Regions from separate parts of the Sus scrofa genome. Here regions 2 and 3 are each linked to region 1. The links are chromatin contacts, called in public HiChIP or PLAC-seq maps. All regions are on one chromosome and are shown on one strand. Each heading gives the region's core, a stretch centred on a gene start, on an enhancer-like site or on the middle of the called end of the contact. The rest is flanking DNA. Distances are from core to core; before and after follow the strand shown.

Region 1 (4,162 bases), core at 905-3,404:
TGAAGTCATAGTATTTTAAAACTAAAAGGAATCATAGAGATTATTTAATCCAACTACTTTATTTTACAGATGAATTGAGGCCATTGGTTGCTCCAACCCTACTCTGTAAATGCAAACAAAAACACTAAAAGTAATTAGACACAAACAAGTATTTTCTTAATTATTACCTTGACTATTCCTATATAGGTCTGATACCACATTAAGAGTTTCTTAAGGTTGAAGTTTTTTTCCCCCTAGTACTATTTAAAATCTTTGTTTTTTCCTTAGTAGAAGCAAAATAACCTTATAAACATCACTTGGGTACCTTTTAGGGGCTGGGTATGTTAAGTTGTGTTGTTTAATCTACCTCATCTTGCAGATGAGGAAGCTGAGACTCAGAGAAGCTCATAGTAACTTGCTGAAAGTTACCCAGTACACAAATGGCAGAGACAAGGTTCAAATTCTATAGTTTCTCTTTCTTACTCTTCCTTGTAAGAATCTCTTCTTGGAGTTTTCTAGTGGCTCAGTGGTAAAGGATCTGGCTTTGTCACTGCTGTGGCACTGGTTCAATCCCTGGCCCTGGAATTTGCATGCTGAGGGTGTGGCCAAAACAATATCTTTTTTGGGGTATAGGGCTCTGCTTTTCTCAATGAGGTCAACATATAAGTATTATTGATCAAACTTGTTATAGTCTTACTGTTTGGTTTCAACTATCAGTTTATGACTGAGGTCTGTTTATCTATAATAAATGTATATTTGTCAGTTTTCCTCATAATTGTCAATTTTGGCTGTGTATATTTTAAAGCATTATTATTAAATGGTTACAAGCTTATGGTTCGCTTGGGTCCTAATTCTGTTAATTATTTTGTTATTATCCTTATTTAGAATGACTGTTGGTTGATGTTAAACCTACTGTTGATTTTTATCTCCAGATTGTGTTCCTTTTTTTTAAAGCACATCTTAGTTTTTGTCAGTTTTCTTCAAAAGTAAAAACATTCTCATATTGTGTCTATTACACTTTGTGTTTAGATGCATATAACTCATTCATTACATTCTACTGTAGAACAGCGATTGTCAACTTTTTTTAGAATAAGGACTTTCAAATAATAATAATGAGATTCTTTATTCTTAGTTGATTGAGAATTCATAAGGAGGAGTTCCTTCCCTTTGTGGCTCAGTGGTTAACAAACCCAACCAGGAACCATGAGGATGTGTGTTTGATCCCTGGCCTTGCTCAGCGGGTTAAGGATCCGGCATTGCCCTGAGCTGTGGTGTAGGTTGCAGACTCGGCTTGGATCTGATGTTGCTGTGTCTGTGGCACAGGCTGGCAGCTGTAGCTCTGATTCAACCCCTAGCCTGGGAACTTCTACATGCTGTGGGTTCAGCCCTTTAAAAAGAAAAAAAAAAAGAATGCATAAGAATAAAAGTTAAGATGAATTTGTAATTCTTTTAAATAAATTTTAGTGAAATATAGGTGACTTAGTGTTGTGTTAGTTTTAGGTGTACAGCAAAGTGATTCAGTCATACATATACATGTATATATCCATTCTTTTTCAGATTCTTTCCTCATATATGCTATCACAGAGTACTGAATAGATTTCCCTGAGCTATGTAGTAGATCCTTGTTACCAACCAGTTTTGTATGTGGAATGTGTGTATGCCAATCCTTCCTCCTGGAATTTCCCCTTTGGTAACCATAAGTTTGGTTTTGAAATCTTTGAGTTTTTTTCTGTTTTGTGAATAAGTTCTTTGGTGTTGTTTTTAAATTAGACTCCACATATTAGTGATCTCATATGATATTTGTCTCTCTCTGATTTTGTTATGTCTTAAGAGAAATTTTTATTTTATTTATCACAGCAGTATCGACATACATTTGAAAACTACTAATGTCTGTAAGACACGCTTGCTTATATGTTTATCTTATATGTTCTTCCATAATCCTAGCATGAAACAGAGGAAGGACCAGAGGAGCTGATGGACCTATAGGAGCAGAGTTTTTGACTGAACCTCTTAGGCTTAGAATCTCCTCTTCCTTCACAGATGCTATATTTGAACAGGAGGTGAAAGAAGAGAGGAGAAAGACTAGGACTAGGCATTCTGGTTTCAGAAGTTGTGACTCATACTCTACCTTTCAAGTAAGCTCTCCCTAAGACTTTAGGAGGGTATAGCTTGGGCAGCAGTGACACTTGGAAACCTCCCATCGCCAATGTGCTACTTCCCCTGCAGTTATCTCTGGGCCCTGGCAGAATCCTGTTTTGTTTGCAGGGAAGTCGAAACTGGCTGCACACCCTCCTGATTTCATCTGAAATAAAAGAATTTAGCCAGGCTTTGGTGTTTTTGTGTGTGTTTTTTAGCTTTGTTATCTCAATGTACATGTTCTAGCAAAAAAGTTTGGACCTTGAAGGGTTTTGAATGTCTTTGGTATGACTCATTGTGGTTTTTAATTTTAGTTTTGGGTAGACACCTTCAGTGTCCTGCAGTGTCACTGAGTTAGGTTGAGGAAAGGAATAGTTTGTGGCTGAGGCCTGTAATATCTTTAAATCTAGGAGCATGGGGTTGGAACAGCATGTTTTGGTGTTATCACACAGTGTACACATGGGGAGTCTGTGCTGTGCACTTGCTGCTTGAACCAGATTAAAGCTGGTCATTGTACTCAGTGTTCAGACTCCCTCCTAAAAATTGTAACTGCTCGTGGCCTTCACTCAGGTTTCTGGATGACTAATGGCTTAGGCCCCTTGACCTTTCTCAAAATTTCGGCAGTGCCAGGAACAAAGCATATTGGCTGGTACTGGGATGCCCCAGAATGAATCTGCTTTTTGCTATTTTAAAGTAAAGTTTGTGCCCAAGTATATAAAAGAATTCTTTATTTTCATACATCTCCCTGAATCTTTTGAAGTTTTCACACATATAATTATTATTATTTGATAAAATCATATGTATATACACAAAAAGACAAGAGGATGGAATGAATCATTTATGGAGGCAGCACTTCTTATTTGAAGAATAGTAAAAAGACTGCACTGTCAGTTGCTAATACCTGGAGTTTCATTAGAGCTCATTCCTCAGGTTAACAATTTAAATGCTTGAAAACCTAGTGAAGACAGAATTTTTGGGGCATCAGCAGTGACTTTTACTGATCTGAGGTTAGGTTCCAAATATGGGAAAGCAGAGAGTGTTTGAGGGCCTTTCCCTTACCCCCAATACCTGGCCTTATATTTATGAAGGGATTGGACTTTAATATTTTCTTCAAATGATACTATATATACTGACTATAGAGAGAAAAAGGGGGAATCTTAAAAGAAGATGTTTGGAGTTCCCTGGAGGTTCAGTGGCTTAAGGATCTAGCATTATCACTGGTGTGGCATGGGTTTGATCCCTGGCCCCAGAACTTTCCACATGCTGTAGGTGTGACCAAAAAAAAAAAAAAAAAAGATGTTTATCATGCATTTAAAATTATTCAGGAGTTCCCATTTTGGCTCAGCATGTTAAAAACCTAACTAGTATCCATGAGGTTGCAGGTTTGACCCCTGGCCTTGATCAGTGGCTTAAGAATCTGTGTTTCCACAAGTGGTGGCGTAGATCACAGATGTGCCTTGGATCTGGTATTGTCGTGGCTGTCATGTAGGCCTGTAGCTGCAGCTCTGATTCAACCCCCCAGCCAGGGAATGTCCATGTGCCACAGGTGTGGCCATAAAAAGAAAAAATAAAAACAAAAAAATAAAATTATTCAATGCAAAGGCTTAAATATACCACCATGTTTATGACCCAGTTTTGACATTTCTTTATTTTTAAATATGATGGGCTTCTCAAACTTGAAAGTGATCTGGGCCTTTCTTGATCTCTGAGGGACTCTGCTTAGATAGGAAGGGAGAGACAGTCTCAACATAGGTTAAGAAGAGAGTGGGGGGAGTTACCTGGTGGCCTAGTGGTTATGACTTGGCTCTTTCATTGCTGTGGCCAGAAGTTCAGTCCCTGGTCTGGGAACTGAGATCCCACATCAAGCTGCTGCATGCCATGGCCCAAAAAAGGAAAAGAAGAAGAGAACAGGAATAGCCTAGCCAGTTAATTTTGCCTGCCAGATTAATTATGCCAGGGCCAGCCTGGTTGGAAATGGACATAGCCACCGTGGGGGAAATCCTCACCAACTAACCACTTGTGTTCTTTATTCTTCCCACCTGTTTCC
Region 2 (4,162 bases), core at 1,089-3,588, 170 kb before region 1:
GGCTGCACCTTGGCCCTTGCTCTGATCCTTAGTCATGGGGTCTGGCCATTGACACATCAGTTTTGGAGTCAGACAGCCCCAGACTGAGTTCCAGAGCTGTCACACTCGGTGAGTTATTAAATCATCTGAGCCTCATTCATTCATTCGCAACTATTTATTGGGGCCTACTATGTGACAGGCACCCTCCTAATGCTGGAGATGTGGCTGTGAACGAAACAGACAGAACTCCCCACCCTCACAGAGCTAATGTTCTAGTGGGGCTGGGTCAGGGGAGGGACAGACAGTGAGTACCAACTGGACAGCGCATTAGAGGTCGTGGCAAGTGCAATGGAGAAAAATAAAACAGGGAAGGGGGAGAGTGACCACTTAAACAGGTGGCCAGGGAGGCTTCAGCAAGGAGGTGACCTTTGATTAGAACCAGAAGGAAGGGAGAGTGAGCCAGGCACATATCTGGGAAAAGAGTTTCCCCACTTCTAAAATGGAGGTGGCGACAACTGTGGATTCAGTGATGTATCTGGGTAATTGCTCAGCACAGGGCCTGACAGAGGGAGAGCCTCCCTTCCAAGGGCCTGGTGATGAGACGGACAAGGCCTCCCAGGCTGCGCTTGTGGCCATGGCCATCACTAGAGACACCGAGAGAGTCATTCCCATCCTCCCTCAGCCTAAGCAGGGCACACCAACTGAGCCCTTGGACCTGGCTCCGTTGCGGCCTCCCTGGGGTGGGGGTGTTCCTCCCACTTGGGTAAGGCCCACCCTAGTCTACCACCGGCACGTAAAGGTTACCAAAGGGGCTCCTCAGAGAGAGGACAGCCCAGGAAGTGCCACTGCCCATGGGATCCCTCATCCTCCTCGTCCTCTGCCTTGCTGGCTGGGGTGCCCTGCCATCCCGAAGCTCTGCTCAATGAGCCGTGCGGCTTTTGCCTACCACTCTCTCCCTGCCTCCTCACTCCTCACGAAGCTGGCCAGCTGTTGGCCACCCCAGTCTCTCCAGCTGTTGTCTCCTGTCCGTTTCCCCTACACTTCCTGTCCTGTTGTCCCCTCCAGGGCTGCTCCACGCCTGGGAAAAAGCAGAGGGCTCCACCCCAGCAGCAGCGGTGTTCCAGGAACAAGTAAGGTTTGCAGAGCCCTTTTTCCAGCTGCAAATCTGTCCTGTAAACTCGGCACCTCCAGTCCCCAAAGGAGTGAGGCCACTGAACTGGCTGGTCCACAGTGGTAAGTCCAGGCATCCCAAGGTGATAACATGCCAGCCCATGCTCCTGTCATAAAGGAGCAGCTTCAACACCCGTCCTTCCAGCGACCAATGAGCTCACTGTTCCCAGGGAGGAGCCTAGACCTTCCAAGGCTGACCCTCTTCCCATCTACCTTTCAACTGGGCTCGACCCCACCCCCTCACACAGCCCAGCCCCCCCTTCCTGTTTGACAAGAGCCACTTCCCGCTTTTGCACAGGGCCACTTCCTGCCTGCCTGTGTGCTACTGCCATGGAGAGACCTAGCCCTGCCGGCCTTCAGCCCAGCTCCAACCACAGCCCTCTGCAAGGTTCTCCCCCTCAAGAGCAGAGGCAGCAAGAGGATCAGAAAGCAAAAGTGATCATTATAAAGGTCCCGCTTCAGGCCTTCCTAATAGCCCACCAGAGCCAGGCCCTGGGACACAAGGATCCCTGGAGCCCTCGCCTCTTTCACCTTCTGCCCAAGTGCCTCAAGACTTGGTCTAGGGCACCACAAAGGCCAAATACCTAAACTGAAAGGAAGGGTAGCAAGGGGTGACCAGATACAGAAAAGAGGAAGTGGACAGTGAGGAGATAGTATGTAGCAGAGGGGAGGCAGAGCCCTAGAAACACCTCTCCCCCAGGACCCAGGGAGAAACCTACTCCAAATTTATGTTCCTTTAACAACAGGATCAAGGCCGGCAGGGTGGGCCAGATTCGCCACAGCCCTGCCAAGACACGCTGGCCAGTTTAGTGACATCTCCCTAAAACCAAAAACGCCATCAGGGCTTCAATGAAGATCCAGCTGCCACCTAAACATACAACCCTTTGTCAGTGGGAAAGGGTGCAGAGTCCTACTAGAGATTGTCAAGTTCTAATTTCAATGACACCCTTGACTTTTCAAAGGGTATTTCAAAGGTCTGTGCCTGTGGCTGCAGGATGGACTGGGAAAAGCTTCCCACAGCTCCACTGAGTTCAGATGCTTGATCTGGGTGTCTCCTCTTGCTGCCCTTCTGAGTGGCCCCTTCCGCCCCCCTGTCCCACGAGGCATTGCTCTGAGGAGCAGAGACAAGGGCAGCACAGGGATTTGGTGTCATAATCCGCATTCCCCAGCTGCTTATAAACAGCCCCTGGCCTTGGGCACTGACCAGTGGGAATCTCAAGCCACAATCCCACTGACCTCACCCTGACACTGTGATGCCACATCCGCTCCTCTCTGAATCTCACTCCAAAGGTGCAAAGTTCCCAATTAAGAGCAAAGTCCATGCATTATGTAAGAGCAGGGGCCATGGCTTCTAATTCCTTCACACCCACACACCCAGGGACTAGCTGAGGGTTGTGAAGATAGCAGGACAGGGCCTAAAACGTGCTCACATGAACCTCCAAGGCTCTGTCCTTTAACCTGGTGTCCTCCCCTTGTCTTTGTCCTAACTCAAGCAGTTTTAACTGGGTGACACAAAGACCCGAGCCTTACTTTGGTCTTTATATCTTAGGACAAGAGAAGCTTTAACTAAGGAGGAAAAGGAGGGAGGCACCAAGAAGTGCCCCATAATGAAAGTCTCCAAGTCAGCTTGGACAGAGAAAATCCCCATGGGGTCACTGGCAAGCCCCAAGAAGGCAAGGTTCTGCCTTTGGACACTCTGGATACTCTGAAGGGCCAGAACAGGGTCAGCTGCTGAGTTCTCCATGCCCCCGGCAGGGCTCTGGGTGCCTGCAGCCTTTGCCCACTGTTTTGGTGACATTTCCTTCATGGTAACCAGCCCCAAGTAAAACATCCCAGGAAGCAGCCCCTAAAAATAGCTCCTCCCAGGGCAGCAGCTAGCAGGGGGAGGGGAAAGAGAGGGAGGAGAAAAGAGGGGAGCAGATGGGAAGCTGCTGCTGCTGCTGATAGGGCCCAGGAAGTAGAGGTGGTGTTGGGGGGAAGTGGCTGGAAATATCCCCACCAGAGAGCAGTCTCTACCCACAGAGCTGGGTACAGACGAGAATGAGACCTAGCCAGCAGAAAGGAGAGATCTGCCTCACTGGGCTTAGAGTGGAGAGGTGTGGGGGTGATGCATCAGGATTCATCACAGGAACGAGATGTCCAGAATCTGTATTTTAAAGAGAAGAGCCAGAGTTCCCATCGTGGCTCAGTGGTTAATGAATCTGACTAGGAACCATGAGGTTGCGGGTTCGATCCCTGGCCTTGCTCAGTGGGTTAAGGATCTGGCTTTGCTGTGAGCTGTGGGGTAGGTTGCAGACGTGGCTCGGATCCCGCATTGCCGTGGCTCTGGCGTAGGCCATTGGCTACAGCTCCGATTAGACCCCTAGCCTGGGAACCTCCATATGCCGTGGGAGAAGCCCAAAAAATGGCAAAAAAGACAAATTAATTAATTAATTAATTAATTAATTAAAGAGAAGAGCCAAGGGGTGAGTGAGGACCACGAAGCTTAAGGATGCTGGGATGTGAGCACTGGCATTCATTGGTAAATCAATGGAATGCCTGCAGTTCAAAACAAACCAGCCAACTTTGAGTCTTAGTTTCCCCAATGGCTCTGTCTGGCCATGGGCAGAAGACAAAGGGCCTCTGCCGAGAGGCACTCAAGAGGTGCAAAGTGCCCATCTTTTCCTGTCACCACCCTTTCGGCACCCATGGGATCAGGACCTTTGTCAGCCTGCCAAGGCTGTCCAGAAAGCTGCAAGCACAGAAACAGGGGCAGAAGCCCATCACACCCACTCCTCCCCTTCCCATTCTCCAGCCTCAGCAGAGAAAGGGGTCAGCCACTCACCTCTAGAGTTTCAGCACAGCCTCAAAGCTTGGAGCACAGCTCCTGACAGGGGACTAGAGCAAGCAGCAGGAAGAAAACAGGGACTTCTCCTACAGGAAGGGGCCACCTTCCAACCTCCAACCTCACCCTACGATGCCAGCACCCAAAGTCACTCTGGAAAGGGGTGGGAGAGGAGGGGGACAGGCCAGT
Region 3 (4,162 bases), core at 952-3,451, 140 kb before region 1:
CATGCTCAACATGCTTAAGAATGTACACCATCCAATTAATAGTACTTATCTCCGATAGTGGTATTACTATGATCATTTTCCCTTAAATGTGCTTTCTAAATTTTTTATGATGAACTTGTACAATGACAACAACAATAGTGCCATATTTTCTCCTTCCTATCACCTGATTTTAATCTTCATATAACCCTGCAAGGTAAATTATATTATCCCTATTTTACAGATGAGAAAAATGAGGTAAGGGAGGGAGCACTAATCCTTGGAACTCAGCTCTTGAAATGTTTGGAACCTGATTACAAGCTTGCTGTTTGATTTTTTAAAATTTTAGTCTTGCCTTCATAATTAGATCATAGGCTTCTTAAGGGCTGAGCCCTTGTCTTATTTTTTTAGCTCCCTCCCCTCTCTCATGCTTTTATCAGAGTACTACGTATGGGTGCTTTTTAATGAGTTGGTCTGTTGGATGGCTGGTCAAAGGTTCTGATATGATCCATTATCTTGCGAGTGGTGCCATCTTGCATGCTCTTGACCTTGGGTCCAAGGATGGAGAACCTGGAGATCCTGGGGGCAAAGAGGTGGGAAGCTGGACCTCCACCCTCAAAAGGGCAGTGATTCTGCTTGTCCACTAGAGGCCGCGGTAGGCCCGGCTTTAGAGAGCCTGCCAGGTTGTGGATTACACAGCTGACCCCACCCCAGGAGTCATTGCCAACAGCAAGACTGTCCTAGAACCCAAGGCTCCAGAGAAGACCTATCAGTGTCCCTGGCTTCTGTTTCTTCCACTAGATCATCAGATTCCCATACTTGGAATGAGTTAGCTCTAGAATAAAAATTGCTGATAGCAGCTATGTATAGAGCAGAAAGGTACTGGTAAATTCCAGATGCCCCTGAATTAGCCAAGTCAAGGACCGTGTATGGAGCATCCTACAAAGTGCCTGCTCTGTACCATGTAGCATGCCAGGCTTTGGGACTAGCTCAGTGAACAATATAGACTCTGTTCCTGTCCTCCCAGCTCTTATGATCTAAGGAGGTACACAGACAATTAAACCTAAAACCTAAAATAAGCTGCTGAGGAGTTCCCATTGTGGTTCAGTGGGTTGCGAGCCTGACTAGCATCCAAGAGGATGTGGGTTCGATCCCTGGCCTTGCTCAGTGGTTTGGGGATCTGGTATTGCCGTGAGTTGCCCTAATCCTAACCCTAACCTAACCTGCCATGAGGTAGGGGTGACCTACCATTGAGTAGGTCACAGATACAGCTCAGATCCCACTTGCAGTGGCAGTGGCATAGGTCGGCAGCTGCAACTCCAATTTGACCCCTAGCCTGGGAACTTCCATATGCCAAAGGTGCGACCCTAAGAAGCAAAAGGTAATAAAATAAAAAATAAGCTGCTGACATGATATCTATTGCAGGGGTAGTTTTCCTTGCCTCTCATTCACTGTGGATCATCCCCTGTGTTATCTACCTGCTCTAGAGAAATGAAATAGAGACAAGAAGCAGAGAGTAGAAACTTTGCCTACATTTGGAGAATCGCTGCAGGGCCCCCTCCTCTCGAGGTAGAAGGCTTCCTGATGGCCCTAGGCAAACATGAGGGTGTCTGGGGTTGGGGTCGGTGCTGGGGGCAAGGAAGTACCAGGCCACCTCATCGCAGCTTTTCTGCTCTCCTTTCTCCAAGCAGCCTGGGAGTTTTGCTTGGAAAGGGAAGTAGATTCTCCAGATTGTGGGATGTGACCCAGACTGCTGGCTTTCTCACTGCTTTCTCTTTACCCTCTTTTCTTCATTTCTTATCCTCAGGCTATTAGTCAGTCAATATATCTATCAGATGAATAGTATGACAAGGGCACTTTTTCTTTTTTTTTTTTTTTTTTTAACCCTGAGCATAAGATTAAGGAAGTTACAATGGAGCTGAGGAGCTATCTAGAGAGAAGGGTAGAGATGGGCATTCACACAATGCAGCATTTTGATAAGTGCAAACTAGTAGCTGTAGACTGGCATTGCCAGGGGTTGATGCCTGGGGGTTGAGGTGGTCTGGAGAAACTTCCTTCCTGGACAGAGGAACCAGGGCCTTCTAGGACAAGCCCTCAATCTGCTTCATGGAAGGGGTGTCCTCAGAGAAGAGGGAGAAGGGTGAGCCACCCCTGTCCCTGAGCCCAGCTGTTCATTCCGCTGTGCCTGGGCAAGGGCTCAGAGGCCCATGTGCTCAACATTCCTGAGAAGTGGCTTCTGAGTCAGAGCCCCAGAAACAGCTGAGGCAGCTTCAGGCTGGAGTCTTGGCTCTCTTCTCCCCCTTTCTGTCCAAAAGCAACTCCCTCCCCAGCTATTTGGATGTGACTGGAAACCCAAGCAGGGATCTGGGTAGGAACCTGGCTCAGCCAGTCCATAAAATGTATTTGATCCCTGCATCCCCTTCTGGGCTACAGCCCTCACATGTGCCCAATGTCCCCTGTGCCAGGAAGTCCAAGCGGTGAGAGGGAGACTCACCCTAGGCCTACAAGTCGCAGCTCCCAATGCAGCCATTGTTGGGCTGCCTCTGGAAAGGGGGTCATAACTGGAACTTGGCTTGAGTTAGGACAGCAGCATTCCCCAGGCAATCTGCCAGTGCCTCCTCACTGCCTGGGTGTGGGGCCCAAGACATGCCAGGGCAATGCCAGAGAGCTGACTCAGGGGGCAGCAAGATGGAAAGAGAAAAACCCTTCGTACTTGCCAGTTAAGAAAGACGATGAAGCTGCCCTGACGCCTGCTGTGATCACCCTGTAGTGCCAGACCACCCACAGGATCTGGGGTGGGTCCACTCCTCAGCCACTGATCCATGAAGCCCCACATTTCCTGAGGCCACCAGCTGAAGGCCAAGGCTTCCCCTCTCTCCCTGAGCTCCCCTCATGCTACAGAAACCTCTAGCTGAGCAGGTCTAGATTCCCAAACCCCCTTCTGCAATTGATTCAGGCCCTGCCATTGTCCCTTTCTTAAGACTATGACCTTGGGCAAGTCACTTACTTGGGTGAATATTAGATTCCTTATATTTAAGGTGGGACAAATAATACCCGCCTGCCTCATAGGATAGTAGTAAGGATCAAATGAGATCAGGTCCATGAAGGTAGCATATACAATAAAGCACATTTATAATAAGGTATTATTATTGTCATGGTTTTTCCTGTGATAGGAATTACAGCCACTGGCCCTTGAACCTCAGAATCTTCCTCCTTGCTTCTTTTGTCAGACAAGTTGCTCAGAAACCAGAGCTGGATCCTAACCCAGTTCTGAGCCTCAGAAGCACTGAGCTCTTCTGCCTGGTGCTGTGGTGCCAACTCAAGGAAGCAGCCCCCGCCACCCCAGCTCTGTTAAACCTGTTCTTCCCCTTCTAATCAGACTCCCTCAGTCCAGTTTGCTTGCAGTGATGACAAAGGAACTTAAAATAGCACAGGCTCTATAACCACTGCTGGAGACGGCTTGGGGCACGAGGTGCTGCTTCTCACCTGTGGGCCTGTTCAGGCATCCCAGCCAGGTGCAGCCCTCTACCCTCCAGGGTCTGGCATGTCTTCCTCTGGGAAGCACCGGGATGACAGTGCCTCCAGTCAGCACTTGGGGTGCCTGAATTGGATGACTACCAAGAAAACCGGCTTGGCTAGAAGTGCCAGGGGTGGGGGCTCAAGGCTTCTCCCAAGAGCGCTTCATAACTACACTCTTGGCATTTCTCCTTGTGCCAAGTAAGCTGGACTAAGATCACGCAGAACAGCAGCTATCTTGTGGCTCCAGGGAGGGTGGCTGACTAGGAGCCAGATGAGTCTGATTCGGAGGGCCCTGCAGCTAGCAGGTCCTGGCTTGTCACTCTCGCTGCAGAACCAGTTTGGTGTAGGCGGCTGCTGGGTCTGGCTGGCTCAGAGACTTCCCCTGGAGCCTTCATGTGACTTACGCTGGTGGGAGTGGGGGCTGCTGAGGGTGCATTCAAAAGAGAAGGCTTGCCGCAGGAAGCCGGGGTGGAAGCTGCCTGCCGCCTCCAGCAGCAGCAGCATAGCTGATCCCTTCTTAATTCCCTGTATTTTAATCGGTTATTTCCACTCAGCATGAATCTCCACCTTTACAACTTTCTCATGCAATTCTTTCTCAAACACCTTTCTCTAGCAAATGTGTTCCTTTCCTTGGGTGATTGCTGTAAGAAAGGCAGATGAAGTCTTA

Evidence for each region. HiChIP or PLAC-seq counts read pairs in DNA pulled down with a chosen protein or histone mark.
Region 2: a contact with region 1 is called in an H3K27ac HiChIP or PLAC-seq map of skeletal muscle. The contact joins two enhancer-like sites. A contact is called at or near these places in 2 of 2 datasets of contacts at active chromatin or transcription factors (alveolar macrophages and skeletal muscle).
Region 3: a contact with region 1 is called in an H3K27ac HiChIP or PLAC-seq map of skeletal muscle. The contact joins two enhancer-like sites. A contact is called at or near these places in 3 of 47 Hi-C or Micro-C datasets (embryonic fibroblasts, epiblast stem cells and skeletal muscle) and 2 of 2 datasets of contacts at active chromatin or transcription factors (alveolar macrophages and skeletal muscle).

The regions. Positions count from the first base shown.
Region 1 is chr14:76,747,862-76,752,023 of Sscrofa11.1, forward strand. The region is part of intron 2 of VCL (vinculin); the gene reads left to right. Among named protein-coding and RNA genes, the nearest start is that of VCL, 50 kb to the left of the region's middle. Within about 2 kb of position 2,155, at least 17 of the 83 cell types and tissues checked have an H3K27ac peak or open chromatin away from gene starts, as enhancers often do. A contact at or near this core is called in skeletal muscle, where this site is marked.
Region 2 is chr14:76,581,958-76,586,119 of Sscrofa11.1, forward strand. All of the region lies in intron 2 of CAMK2G (calcium/calmodulin dependent protein kinase II gamma), which reads right to left. Among named protein-coding and RNA genes, the nearest start is that of CAMK2G, 8.5 kb to the right of the region's middle. Within about 2 kb of position 2,339, at least 31 of the 83 cell types and tissues checked have an H3K27ac peak or open chromatin away from gene starts, as enhancers often do. A contact at or near this core is called in skeletal muscle, where this site is marked.
Region 3 is chr14:76,603,335-76,607,496 of Sscrofa11.1, forward strand. It overlaps a transcript of CAMK2G not described here. Among named protein-coding and RNA genes, the nearest start is that of CAMK2G, 13 kb to the left of the region's middle. Within about 2 kb of position 2,202, at least 25 of the 83 cell types and tissues checked have an H3K27ac peak or open chromatin away from gene starts, as enhancers often do. A contact at or near this core is called in skeletal muscle, where this site is marked.